2 separate regions of the Mus musculus genome follow, and region 2 is linked to region 1. Evidence: chromatin contacts called from public Hi-C data. All regions are on one chromosome and are shown on one strand. The core of a region is the stretch at or near the end of the contact, and the rest is flanking DNA. Distances in the headings are between cores, read along the strand shown. Region 1 has its middle 19 kb from the start of Hivep2. Region 2 has its middle 61 kb from the start of Gm51759.

Region 1 (6,266 bases), core at 2,567-5,066:
AGACAGGCAGGTTTTGAGTTACCTAGTTGGGGGTAGCAGAGAGAGGAGAGAGGAGACAGGAGAGAAGGGAGGAGGTGGAGAAAGGAGGAAGTTACCATGAGAGGAGGTGGACCAAGAGCACTTGGCCAGGAGAAACAGCAAGGACTTGGGGTATATCTCATGAGAAAGTAATCAGGCCAGCAGCTAGAAAAGTAGATTAGGAGTAACCTCCCAGTAATTGTCAAAGCCAAATAAAATAACTATAGTCTGACTGTCATTCATCTATAAGCTAGCCAGGGATAAGTTTAAATTGGTTCAACTAGGGTAAATTTCTGAGAGTTTATTAGATTGGCTTTCCAATTTTATGACATGAATCAGTTCACCTGGATAGAAAAGCTGTGAGTCTATTCAGGTCCATGAGACTGGCTGTCTCAGCAATCCCCATCTGGTCCTAGAGGGTTCCTAGAAAGCTCCTGGTCTTCAGTCTATGTTGGGATCCACAAGATGTAGGTTCTAATACCCTCAAAGGAATACTTCTGCAACAGGAGAGATGAACTTGTTGGCATGAGTAGTCGAGCAGGCAAAAATTGAAATTCTTCTTCCCTGTCCCTTGCATGGTCTGTTACCAGAAGGAGTGGCCAAGATTTAGGGTGAGTCTTCCCATATCAAATAATCTAATCAAGAAAATCTCTCCTGAGCTCTCCCAGCTCCTTGGGTTTTTAGTTGATTCCAGATGTAGTCAAGTCTACAGCCATAGGACCCCAATGTGCCCAATCCCTTCTTACCCAGTTGTAGTCAAATTGACAAACAAGATTAGCTATCACAGTTGGTAAATCAGTCTTGTAGGATGCCTGTGCTCAGGGTCTATGGATGGGTTCAGGGATCCAGGCTCCATGGGCAAGAACAAGGTGGCTGTACTGTCAACTCGAGATATGGGTCCCAGTATTGACCTTGAGCTAGATATAGACTTCCTCTCTGGACCTCCACCCCTTCCTTTATCCAGATAACATGGAGGTTAGGAATCCCCAAGAAAGAAAGATGAAATCTAAACCGCTAAGAATGAAGCAGAAAAAGAGGATAGGAGAGAGTTAGCTTCAGCTGCTCCACCATGCTCTTCAGGGCAAAGCATGGATGCTGTCTCAGGGTTTCTATTGCTGTTAAGAGACTCCACGACCACAGCAACTCTTAATAAAGGCAAACATTTAACTGGGGCTGGCTTACAGTTTCAGAGGTTTAGTTCATATCACCATAGTGGGACGTCATGCTATGCCGGTGGACATGGTGCTGGAGAATTCCACATCTTGATCTGCAGGCAGCAGCAGGAGACTGTGTCATACCAGACAAACTTGTGCTTATAAGACTGCAAAGCCTGGGCCGGGTGGAGCACGCCTTTAATCCCAGCACTTGGGAGGCAGAGGCAGGTGGATTTCTGAGTTCGAGGGCAACCTGGTTTACAAAGTGAGTTCTGGGACAGCCAGGACTATACAGAGAAACTCTGTCTCAAACAAACAAACAAACAAACAAAACAAAAACAAAAACAAAAACAAAAAAACCCAGAAAAAGAGACTGCAAAACCTGCCTCCAAAGACACACTTTCTCCAACGGCCGTACCTCTTAATAGTGCCACTCCCTATGAGCCGAACATTCAAACACATAAGTTTATGTGGGCCATTCCTGTTCATACTACCATGGATACCCAGTTTTAAAGAAACTGGTACTTTTGGAGTGGCTGGAAGTAAGGATCACAAGTCAGATTAGGATTGAGGGCTCACAAGTCAGATTAGGGTTGAGGGCCATGCAGTAGCAAGTCAGTATGCTACCTGCTCAGAAATGAGATTGTTTCTCATGACCAGACATGTCGAGGTTATGTGTTTTTCTTTAAAAAATAAGTCTTTTACTTTTACTTACTATTTCTGGAATTCTGGTAACAATGACGTTATCCACTTCTAGGCAGCCTATCCGTCTGATTTCTGATGAGCTAGAAGCTTTTTTTGTCTAGCTTTGAGCCTTGAGTGAAGAGGAGGAGAGGGTGGGGTTAAGTGGAAATCCAGTGGCCACCGTGCTTTGCTCTTAGCTAGACATTTGACCTAAACTAGGATTGACAATTAGAAACAGTATATCAAGGGAGGGAGTACAAGTGTAGGTATTGTTTTGACCCAGAGGAACATGCCCAGCAAGGAGAGAGCTGTTCACATTGTGCAGAGTGAAGGGGGAAAGGGGAACTCAGTTAGCCCTTACTGGGATGACGTCAACACAACCTATAGCCACTGAGATGGCTCCCTGTGCCCATCTATGTGGATCGTGAACCCAACCATGGAAAGACCGGTGTGCCAGAGCAATGAATTTTGTACAATTAAGAGAGGAAATCCATGCTCTGTTTAGAAATACTTCACAAGGCTGAAGAAGAGTTAGATAATTTCTAAAACATTTTGTACTTAAGATTTCACTGCATTTGAAGAATTAACCTATAGATGTAAGGGTGCTCTTGATTATTTTCACAAACTAATTCAACATTAGAGTCATTTATTTTATATCTCATAAAGCCATATTTTTAATTAAGAAAAAAACTTACTCAGTATGTTCTTTATAGTTGGCTTTCTTGCATATAGCGATGAATATGTCAAATCTTTTCATTCCAACAAATTAATATGATCCATTCCCAGCCAATGTCCTCTAATTTTATTTTCTCTCTAGTCATTTCTCCTCAGTGAGACTATAGAATCTATAGAATCACAACTGGCAGATGGATAAATGATGCCCTGTGATAAATAAACACTTTGCATTTTTGTTTCATTTCAAACAGGATCTCACTGTATAACTCTGACTGTCCTGGAGTCCACTGTGTAGACCAGGGTAGCCTAGAACCCAGAACTCAAAGAAATTCACCTGCCTCTCCTAACCGAGTGCTGTGATTAAAGGTATATGCTACCACGGCCAGCTGGCACTTTGCATTTTATTCTCCTTTCTTATCTTTTTTTCAGGGCTCTGTCTGCTCACCATGGTACTGCCCCTGAAATGCATGAGGCTCCCTCTGATAAATAAATCCTCACCTAATACAGTTAGAGCTATACTCAAAGCAGGCCAACGTACAAGAAGCAGTATGCATCCAGTATGCAGCTAGCTGGTTTTGTTCTTGATATCTGTCCTTTAAGACAATGGTTATTTTCCAACAATCAAGGATCTTGAAAAAGTATTTGGAGATTCCTGACCTGGGCATCTGGTATGAAAAGCTCCCTCAAATGTTACCTGGGGAGATTATCACTTGACTAACTGGCAAAACAGTTCATAGTATATCAAACGTTGCTAAACCATAAGGGTAAAGAAAAATTACTTTTGAATATGTGTGTGTGACCTTTCCTTCCATATGCGTACAGTAGGGGGAGGGAGAGAATATCATGTGACAATTACCTTGATGACAATGAGGGATATTTTTAACACTCCAGACCGCCTCCTATGCCCTTTCCCAGTCAATAAACCCCCAAACCAATCTGTATTCTAACTCCTACCTTCATCTACTGATTTTTGAGTAAAGAGATATGCTTCCTTATTTATAAGTGCCCTCGTGCTAGGTATTGTTAAGTGACTAGAGATAGAGGCGAGAACAAGGCAGATAAAGGCACGAAGGTACACGAGGAAACATGGGGAATGAATAAGACTGATGATAAGAATTGTAAGAACAAACCAAGTCATCAAGAGGCAATAGACTTGTTGTGGGACCAAGACTGGACGTCAGCAGGGGCGTTCACAGGGTTGACAATTTTGCGCTTAGCACTGAATGACAGGGAGAGGCCATCAGAGAAAGGGAACAGAAAGTGCAGAAGCTCAAGACAGAAACAGCTCAGCACCATGAGGAACCGAGAGCCAGCACGGTTGGGCTGAGGTTGGGGGAGTGAGCAAAGGGCCTGAGAGCTGACCAAAAGCTTAGACAGAGGCAAGCACAATTACTGGGTAGGCCACTTTCAAAGGAGGGGAAAGAAAGGCATAGGGGATAATCACTCACATACACACACACACACACACACACACACACACACACACACACACACTAATTATTTTAAAGCAAATTTTTCACAGAAACAACCTTTCAGACTTGGATAAACAGAGGCTGCTGGGTAGGACTTACAACTAGGTGGCAGGTCAGTGAGGGAAAGATTCCAAAGCCATGGACTTTGTGAAAACATAATTATACACACTGAATATAACAAAAGGAAAATAGTTCTTCAGGTAGCAAGCCTTTCAGAATGTGGGTGCTTTTCTTCTCATTTTTCTAGGGCTAATTAGAGAGAGCTGGGAAACACAGTGCTGCCCACGGCCCTGCCAACCCATTGTGGGCATTTCTAATTTCAGATAAATGAAGCCCTTGGTTACCACCCCCGGCTTGTCTTAGAACATCCATTGTATTATCAGAATAGATGAGCAAAAATAATAGCCTCTGGGTATCTCTAAAGGGTACCTTTCTCTATGGTAAGATGCAAACTCAAATCACATCACTGTGTTAATAAAACAACTCTAAATTTACTTTACTCTTGCATACTGCCCTCTTAAAAACCCAATTTTTATTTCTTTCTGTCTTTCTTTTCTTTGTTTTTTTTTTGACATTTTCCCATAAAAATGCGATATATTTGACTTAAACAGAGCACTAACATTTTCATGCATATGTAACTATAGATCTCGGATACCTTAATCAGTTTTTGTTTGTTTGTTTGTTTAGCAAATACTATTTCTGGTCACATGGATACATGTAAATAAATTTAACAGTTATCTGATAGAAGGTCAACTGACACCCTTAAAATCTGTGTTTTTATTAAGTAAAACATGATGCTTTACTGGGTAGGAGGATAAAACCTCAATAAGAAAGTATGTGGTTAGAACAGTAATTTCCGGGGACTGAACAGAGGTGGCCCATAATTCAGAGCACTTGCTGCTCTCTCAGAAGACACAGTTGTTTAATTCCTGCTGTCCAGGTGACCTGTTTCCTCATCCTTTTTATGGGCAGAATAAGATCCCAGAAGATTGTTCAGAGGGTAAAATGAATACATGAAGATGGGCTGGGGAGATGGCTCAGGGGGTATCATACTTGCTCTGGAAGCAGAAGGACTTGAGTTCAGATCCCCTGCAGTCATACACACACACACACACACACACACACACACACACACACTCACACTCACACTCACAAAATCAGACATGGAGCATACCTGTAATCTCAGCAGTGGGAAAAGGGCTAGGAAGAATCCTGAGGCCCTATGGCCAGCCAGTCCAGCTGAAAACTAAGCTTTAGGTCTCAAAAACTAAGGTAGTGATTTCAACTGAGGAAAAAGTTCTGATGTCAACTTCTGGCCTCTGCAAGTGCCTGTATCCTTACATACGTATAGATGCTCATGCACCTTACACATATGCACACGAACACACATACACAAAATGCAAGCAAATTTCTTTTTAGGAAAGCACATAGGAAGAAATGAACATGTACTAACATGGTGATAAAGGTAACTGCAAATCCTTATCCAGTGTGGTAGTATGAATAGGAATGGCCGCCACAGACTCACGTATTTGAATGCTTGGTCCATAGGGAGTGGCACTATCAGGAGGCACAGTCTTGTTGGAGGAAGTGTCACTGTTGGGACGGGCTTTGAGGTCTCCTATGCTCAAGCGACACTCAGTGTATAGTTTCAGTATGGCTCACAGTCTGCTGCTGCTGCCTAAAGATCAGAATGTAGAGCCCTCAGCTCTTAAGCCACCATGCTTTCTGCCATGCCAATCATGGACTAAATCTCTGAAACTGTAAGCCAGCCCCAGTTACATGTTTTCTTTTATACGACTTCCCATGGTCAGTGTCCCCTCACAGCAACAGAAAGCTGATCCAAGACACGGTGATGGGCTCCCTGGCTAGTCAGCTCATCAAGCTGACCCCCTTCTTTCTTTCGGTCAGTATCTGAATTACCAAGACTGTATCCTTTAGAGGTCCTTCAAAACTGAACTCCATCACCTTTCTTAGAAATAAATAAACAAATAAACAAATAAATAAAAATTTAAAAGTCTTAAGACTTTCCAGTGTAGATGTGTTTGTCTGCACACATTTTTGTTTTCCTTTTGATACCTGTGTAGTTAATGAGATGACACATATACATGCAACCCTCTCTTTATTTGTGAGCCCACCCACACGCACACTTCTATTCCAAAAAAACAGATAGAGCCCCTCAAATTCTACAAGTGTTGTTAAAATGTGCCAGGGTTACCTGAAGCGTTTCCTGCACTCAAATATTGTGTGCTGTTTTATATGATTC
Region 2 (6,266 bases), core at 1,197-3,696, 240 kb before region 1:
CAGTTATGAATGTGCCTCGGCTGGGTTTTGCTTCTCTGCACCCTCATCGGATGCAGGGTTGTTTTGGTCTTCTACAGAGTTATAAATAAAAAAGCAAGCTCTAAAGATTTGCTGAAGCAACGCTGAGGCCGGAGGAGCAATCTGGCTTAATTGGCCTGACTTAGACACTGTTCCTGGCATATGGTCTTGCTTTCCCTGGCCGCAGTGACTTCCTATAAAAAGAAACACTTAAAACTGGCCCCTGGAATTATTTAGAGCTATGAGATATGAGATGGGGGATACTGAAGATGCGTTTCCCCTAAATTTTTTTCTTAAAGATAAGGAATACCAGTGTTTAGAGATCTGTTTAATGGAATGTCTCAAGCGACATTCATTTACTTCAGAAGAAAACAGATAGATTCTAACCCCTAGAAAATATAATTCATTGTTGCTATATACACAGGAGCCTCTGTTGTGTGACTGGTACATATGGATTAGGTTAAAGAGTAGCATATATGCTGTGCCCCCCAAAAGAAGTTAACGCCTCATAGATCAGTCCAGGGGAATCCCAAGGTGCCGCATTGGGTTCTCAGCAGTACCCTCTACTTGCCACTCCTCTCCTACCACCTTACCCATCATCAGCTTTCTCCATGGTGGTCCTTGCTGCCCAAACCCTGGAAGGCAAGAACTGGGTTTGAGAAACTCATCCACTAACGGGTATTTATAAAATGCCCTACCAAACAGCATTCTTGAATGCGAAAAGTCAGGCACTACACTATTATAAATGCTTCATCTTATTAAATCATAACAACTCCATATGTTATATTTTCCCATTTGGAGGGATAAGGAAAAGAGGTTTGGGGTGGTTGTCGAATACCATCTGTTAATGAAGATATGTTGGGCTTGGACCCAGGTCATTTGAATGATAAGCCTATCTTCTTTATCTGAATGGAGCAATAGCTCCCTGGACATCAGTGGCACAAATCACAACAAAGCAGATGCACTTCCCCAAGAGCACAGTAATGAGATGGACATTCCATTGGATTTTTCCCAGACTCTAAGAAGTATAAAGGATCAATAAAAAGTGTGCATATTTCAGACACGCAGATGCTTCAATGTAGGGAAGGACTTTGCGCTAGCTCTCTCTTCAGATTGCTGTGAAAAACTTCTCTTGATACTTGGATTCTAAACATTTTGAATTGTCTTTTAAAACTTATTTTCTGTCTCCAAGTGTTTATCTGCATGTATGAACGATTACCACATGTGTACCTGCTGCAGGCAGAGGCTAGGGTATCAGACCCCCTTGAACTAGAGTTACAAATGGCTGTGATTCATCACATGGTACTGGGAATCAAACTTGTGGCCTCTACAAGAACAAGCGCTCATAGCTACAGATCCATCGCTCCAGGATGGATTCTAAATTTTTCAATAGCTATACAAATAAATCACACCAGGTAAAATGATTCTGGCACTGAAATTGCTTCCACTTTTCACAGAAAAACAAATGCAGGGCGTGTTAATTTTGGCAAATTCATTGAATTAAGAGATACCCAGTGGAAGGCCTCTAGGTGTGTTTGTGAGAATTGACAGGGGAGAGGATCATTTCTGAGTGTGGCTATCATTGTCTCAAAAGCTGGGGTCTCAAATGGAATAAAGGAGGAACGAACAGCTTAAGAGCAATCTCTCTCTCTCTCTCTCTCTCTCTCTCTCTCTCTCTGTGTGTGTGTGTGTGTGTGTGTGTGTGTGTATTTCTGTGTGTTTGTCTATCTGTCTGTCTATCTATCTATCTATCTATCTATCTATCTATCTATCTATCTATCTATCTATCTATCTCATTCTGCTTTCTGGCAGCCATAAAGTAAGATGCTGTGTCATGCCCACTTCACCATAATGAACAGCTACCTCTGAAACCATGTGCCAGAATCTGTCCTCCCTTCTAAAAGGGTTATAATTTCTGGTTCACATCCCAGAGCCTTCTTTCTGTTATTACACCTTCTTCTTCATCACCATTACTACTTGTCTTCCTCCCCTGAGCTCCTGATCAACCTACTGCCCTGCCCCCAGAGTCCAGCTCCCAGAAACCCTCCCCGTTACAGTAAGTAGCTGGAGAGGAAGAATAATAAACTTGTCTCAAACCACTTCAGAAAACTCTATCACCCTTTCAACTTCCCTCTCCTCCCTCCTGCCTCCACTCTGAGCTCTACTCTCTGGCCATTCACTTCCTCTTCCACAACAGACGAAGACATGCTGGAGAACCCCAGGGCAAATCCTAGAGCATACCAGACAAGATATGTCATAAGGAAGACTGTTACACCAAGGTCAAATGCTTACTGACATTTCTCGGGCTCTCGGAACAAGAGTGTGAAATCAACTCCCTGCCACATAAACTCAGCCACAGGGATACTCACCCAATTACCTGCAGAAAAATCTTTGCTCATTGTCTCTAACTTTCACCAATGGGATTTTCAAGGCTGTCTACACAGTGTCCATCTAGTCTGAGCTACACACTGTCCTGCTTTGGTGTAATTACTCCCAGATGACTAGACACAGAAGTTAACTCTGGCAAGAGTATCTTCCCAGAGGAAGGCTACTGAGACACAATAAGGCTTTCCCTCTCTTCCCAGACTCTTTCTGAGGAAAACCCACTTTCCAGACACTTGTCAGCTCATTTCCATTTGCCTCCTCAAATTCCTTGGGATTGTCCTTGGTAATTAATGCCCTGGCAATACTTCTTGTGATGTCACAACAGGGCATGCGATAGCAAGGCCAAGATGTCTCTGTGCATAGCATCTGATCAAGGTCTTCCTGCCGTGTCCAGTCTGAGGAGCCCCTCCAGCTACTGTCTGAGAGAAGATGTTTGTGCTTTAGGGAAATCTGTAGGCAATTTAGAAGTTTGTGCCCGAAGCTCAAATTGTACTCTTTGTTTAAAGTGGGCAAAGCAATGCAATGCCTTCCTTCTAACAAAGTCTCTCGGGTTCTAGTTTCTCAAGTCTGCTTAGACATGTCTAAAAAGATGGCATCGAAGAAGGTCAAGTTAGAGGGGATGCAGCTATGTGACTTATGCAAGCCATTTTGGATTAGAGATACAGAACTAGTCTAATCGTGTAAGCCCCCCAAACTAGAGAAATTTTCCTGCTGAGATCAGAGAGGTGGGTAATGGGGAACACTGATGGTTTTGAAGGTGGAGAGACCATGAGTAGAGTGATACATATGTCCTTTAAAGAATGAAAAGGCAAAAGAGATGATTTTTCCTCCAGAGCTTCCAAGTCATGTGAGCGCCTTCATTTACCCCAGAGTGGGACTTCTCCCCTCTGGACTGTAATGGAATGCACCAGTGCTGTTCTAAACAAAGACCTCTGTGGCAGTTAATTGTAACAGAGAAAGGGAACCAGCTCAGCCCCAGAAACAAGAAGAGACAATCAGGGACTCTTTACTTCTGTGTCAGATTGGAGTAGTAATCACAAAACATCTACCGCTAAACTGGCAGGTATTTCTCAGTACAGTCTGCAACAGCGGCTTGTTAGTTTAACACAGGATCACATGCAACCCAGGATAACTTCGAACTCACTGTGTAACCAAGCATGACCTCAAATCTCTCATCCTTTAACCTCCACTTCCCAAGGGCCAGAATTACAAATGCATGCCACTGTGCCAGGTGCCACTGTCACAAGTGTGAAGAAAATGTCACTTTGGCTCCACATGGGCCCTGCTGCTAACTTTGAGAGTAAACGTAAGTTTTGAAAAGGGAAAGAAGCAAACAGAAATAAAACTGACTGATGCTGGCCATATGATATAGAAACATTCCCTGCTAGAGATTAAGAAACTGGCTGAAGACAGAGATATACTACCTCCCAAGTAAATCTTCAGTGTTTCACTTTTAATACCAGTGTCTTTTAGAGTGTGATGTGAATAAGGACACTGCAGAGTTACACACTGTTTTCTAGGGCCTAAAATCATAAAGTAGTATTGAGAATCCTTGACATTGTCTGGGGTCAGGAGAATGGCTAATCTCAACTCACTCCAGAGGCTATGGGGTTTGTCTGCTGATATTGTCAACTTGACCATTCACTGTGGCAAAGTTCCCTAACTAGGGATAACTCGCCTGGGTCCCTTTGCAGTACGAAATGCAGTCTCTCCAGATTTGGTTACAGACTGATAAAGCAGGTGTTAAGATAACTGATAGCTTTTCTCCTATTTGTAGACTTTCATATCTTCTCCCAAACACTGACAGAATAAACTGCTTCCAACACCCTGGGAACATAACCTTAGAAAATTGGTTTCATAGTTTCTCTTATTTCTTAGAATTTCTAATGCTCAAAATTTAGTTAGTAAAACTTTAGTGAGCAACTACTGTGTGGCAGGAACTGGATACTAGCCCTGGAACTGGATTCCTTAACTAAGGACCGCTAACATCATACATTAGCTGAAGAGACTGAGGTCCAGAGACTTTAAACTGTTTCTCTAAATTCTCAAAGATAGGTGAAGGCAAAACTCAGAGCCTGCCTTGCACTCTGTCTTCTCACAGGTTGTTTCCTATGTTTATAAGTGTGAGAAGTGTTACACTTACAGTCTTCTCACAGTTATAAACGTAGGAAACAACGTGTGAGAAGAGTTCAAAGACATCGAGAAGAGTCAAACAAATGGTTGAGAAATGGGGGTGTCCAGTTCATGACCCCACTCCACTTTCCGGCTTCCACCAGGGCCGGCTTCCTTCTCTGGGAGGAATGAATCGAGAAGTAGCAAACCTCTTCCTCTTTTAAAATCCGGGCTGCTGTGAATGAGTGAGTGACTACATGCATTTGTCTGACCATCTTGGGAGTGTCTAGGTGGCAAAACCCCCACTTGTCACAACCCAGCATCCTGTTATTATGGCTGCTTTTCTGCTCCCTAAAAACCTTTTCTTAAAAGAATTGTTACTATCCCGGTCACATGAAGAATTGTGCCTCTGATGTATTGAGGTTATTATTAGCTCACCAGTGGCCTCTCCCCTCCAACTCTCACCTCTACTTTCAATCTGCACCCTGGAGGAGCTACTTCTGTTTTCTGCTGGCCTGGCTGTTGGAGAGTAAGCCCTAACCTCCTTCCCCCCCTTTCTCTTCTCACTGTCCGCATCTTCCCGGCATCCCAAAGGCGTGACTTCCCCTGATTGGCTCTGCAGTTGGCACGATGCTATGCTCGCCTTTATGACTCTTGCCGTAATGCTCAGGTCTCTTTTCTGTGAGACCTGAAGAACTGTCAGTGAACGGTTAGCATACAGTAGAGTGTTCTCTGTTAGTGATAATGAGGAAAGAATAAATACCATGAAATAAGTTCATTGTTGAAGTTATGGCAATTCTGCCTCCCTTCTCCATGTTCCCACAAGTAAAACTCAAAATTTACTTATAAACAGCTTGTCTATAAAGTTATGTTCTTCTCTGACTAGATCGTAACTTAAATTTACCCATTTATTCTAATCTACATTCTTTGACATGGCTGATTGGTACCATGTATCTCTCTCCGTCATGTTTTCCTGGGTAAATCTCCAGTGCCTGACTCTGTCCCAGAACCCCCTCTGCCTCCCATATGACCCACCTTCTATTCTACCCTTTCCTGTAGGTCACCGGTTTTTTAATTCAAGGATGAGGCATCCATACAATACACAAGATATCCTCTCTACATTTCCCGCTAGTTCCATTGAACTCAAGTTTTTCTTTGGGGCAGTAATATTGCTATTTTAGCTGACATTAGTTATTTGTGTAATGACAAGCACCTCTAAGATTTTATATATGTATGCAATATATATTACCTGTACATAATGTAACCAATTACAAGATATATGTTGTGGCAATAGATGGAATAAGTAAGAGAAATTATGAGAAAATGGTTTCTCTGGTTTGGGAGTTTGGGGGAGTGCTTTTTGGATCATGCTCGCAGGATAGGAAAAATCATAGAGACTTTGTACCTGTAGATGGGTCAAAATATAAGAGTAATGGTGTGTGAGAAAAGTAGGTCACCTCCTGCAGAGGCCGCACCATTACTAGGAATAAAAGAGAAAGCAATCCATCTGGGACCTGGCCTCTGGGGTTTTTGATTTAAGGTTCAAGTTGAAAAGTAAGAAAAACTGCATCTTATTCCTGTGTTAGACGCTCACTCCAGGGCTCAGCTGCCACAGTCAGCAGGGAGGCTGCAAGCAAGAAGAAACAAAGCCTCTTCAGAAGCATTGCACAAAACCGGGATGCTCTAGAAGTGAACAAACACACAGCCAAGTCCAGAGTCCAAGGTACCAGAAACCAGAAACAAATGAACAA

The links. Hi-C and Micro-C count contacts between places; a contact is called where the count stands out from the background.
Region 2: a Hi-C map of bone marrow-derived macrophages shows a contact between it and region 1, with 31 read pairs. The contact joins two enhancer-like sites. A contact is called at or near these places in 1 of 15 datasets of contacts at CTCF or cohesin (pro-B cells), 16 of 484 Hi-C or Micro-C datasets (CD4 T cells, CD8 T cells, Th2 cells and 9 more) and 1 of 115 datasets of contacts at active chromatin or transcription factors (T-cell acute lymphoblastic leukemia).

Annotation. Positions count from the first base shown.
Region 1 is chr10:13,944,226-13,950,491 of GRCm38.p6, reverse strand. No RefSeq gene overlaps it. Among named protein-coding and RNA genes, the nearest start is that of Hivep2, 19 kb to the left of the region's middle. Within about 2 kb of position 3,816, at least 46 of the 459 cell types and tissues checked have an H3K27ac peak or open chromatin away from gene starts, as enhancers often do. A contact at or near this core is called in bone marrow-derived macrophages, where this site is marked.
Region 2 is chr10:14,185,226-14,191,491 of GRCm38.p6, reverse strand. No RefSeq gene overlaps it. Among named protein-coding and RNA genes, the nearest start is that of Gm51759, 61 kb to the right of the region's middle. Within about 2 kb of position 2,446, at least 27 of the 459 cell types and tissues checked have an H3K27ac peak or open chromatin away from gene starts, as enhancers often do. A contact at or near this core is called in bone marrow-derived macrophages, where this site is marked.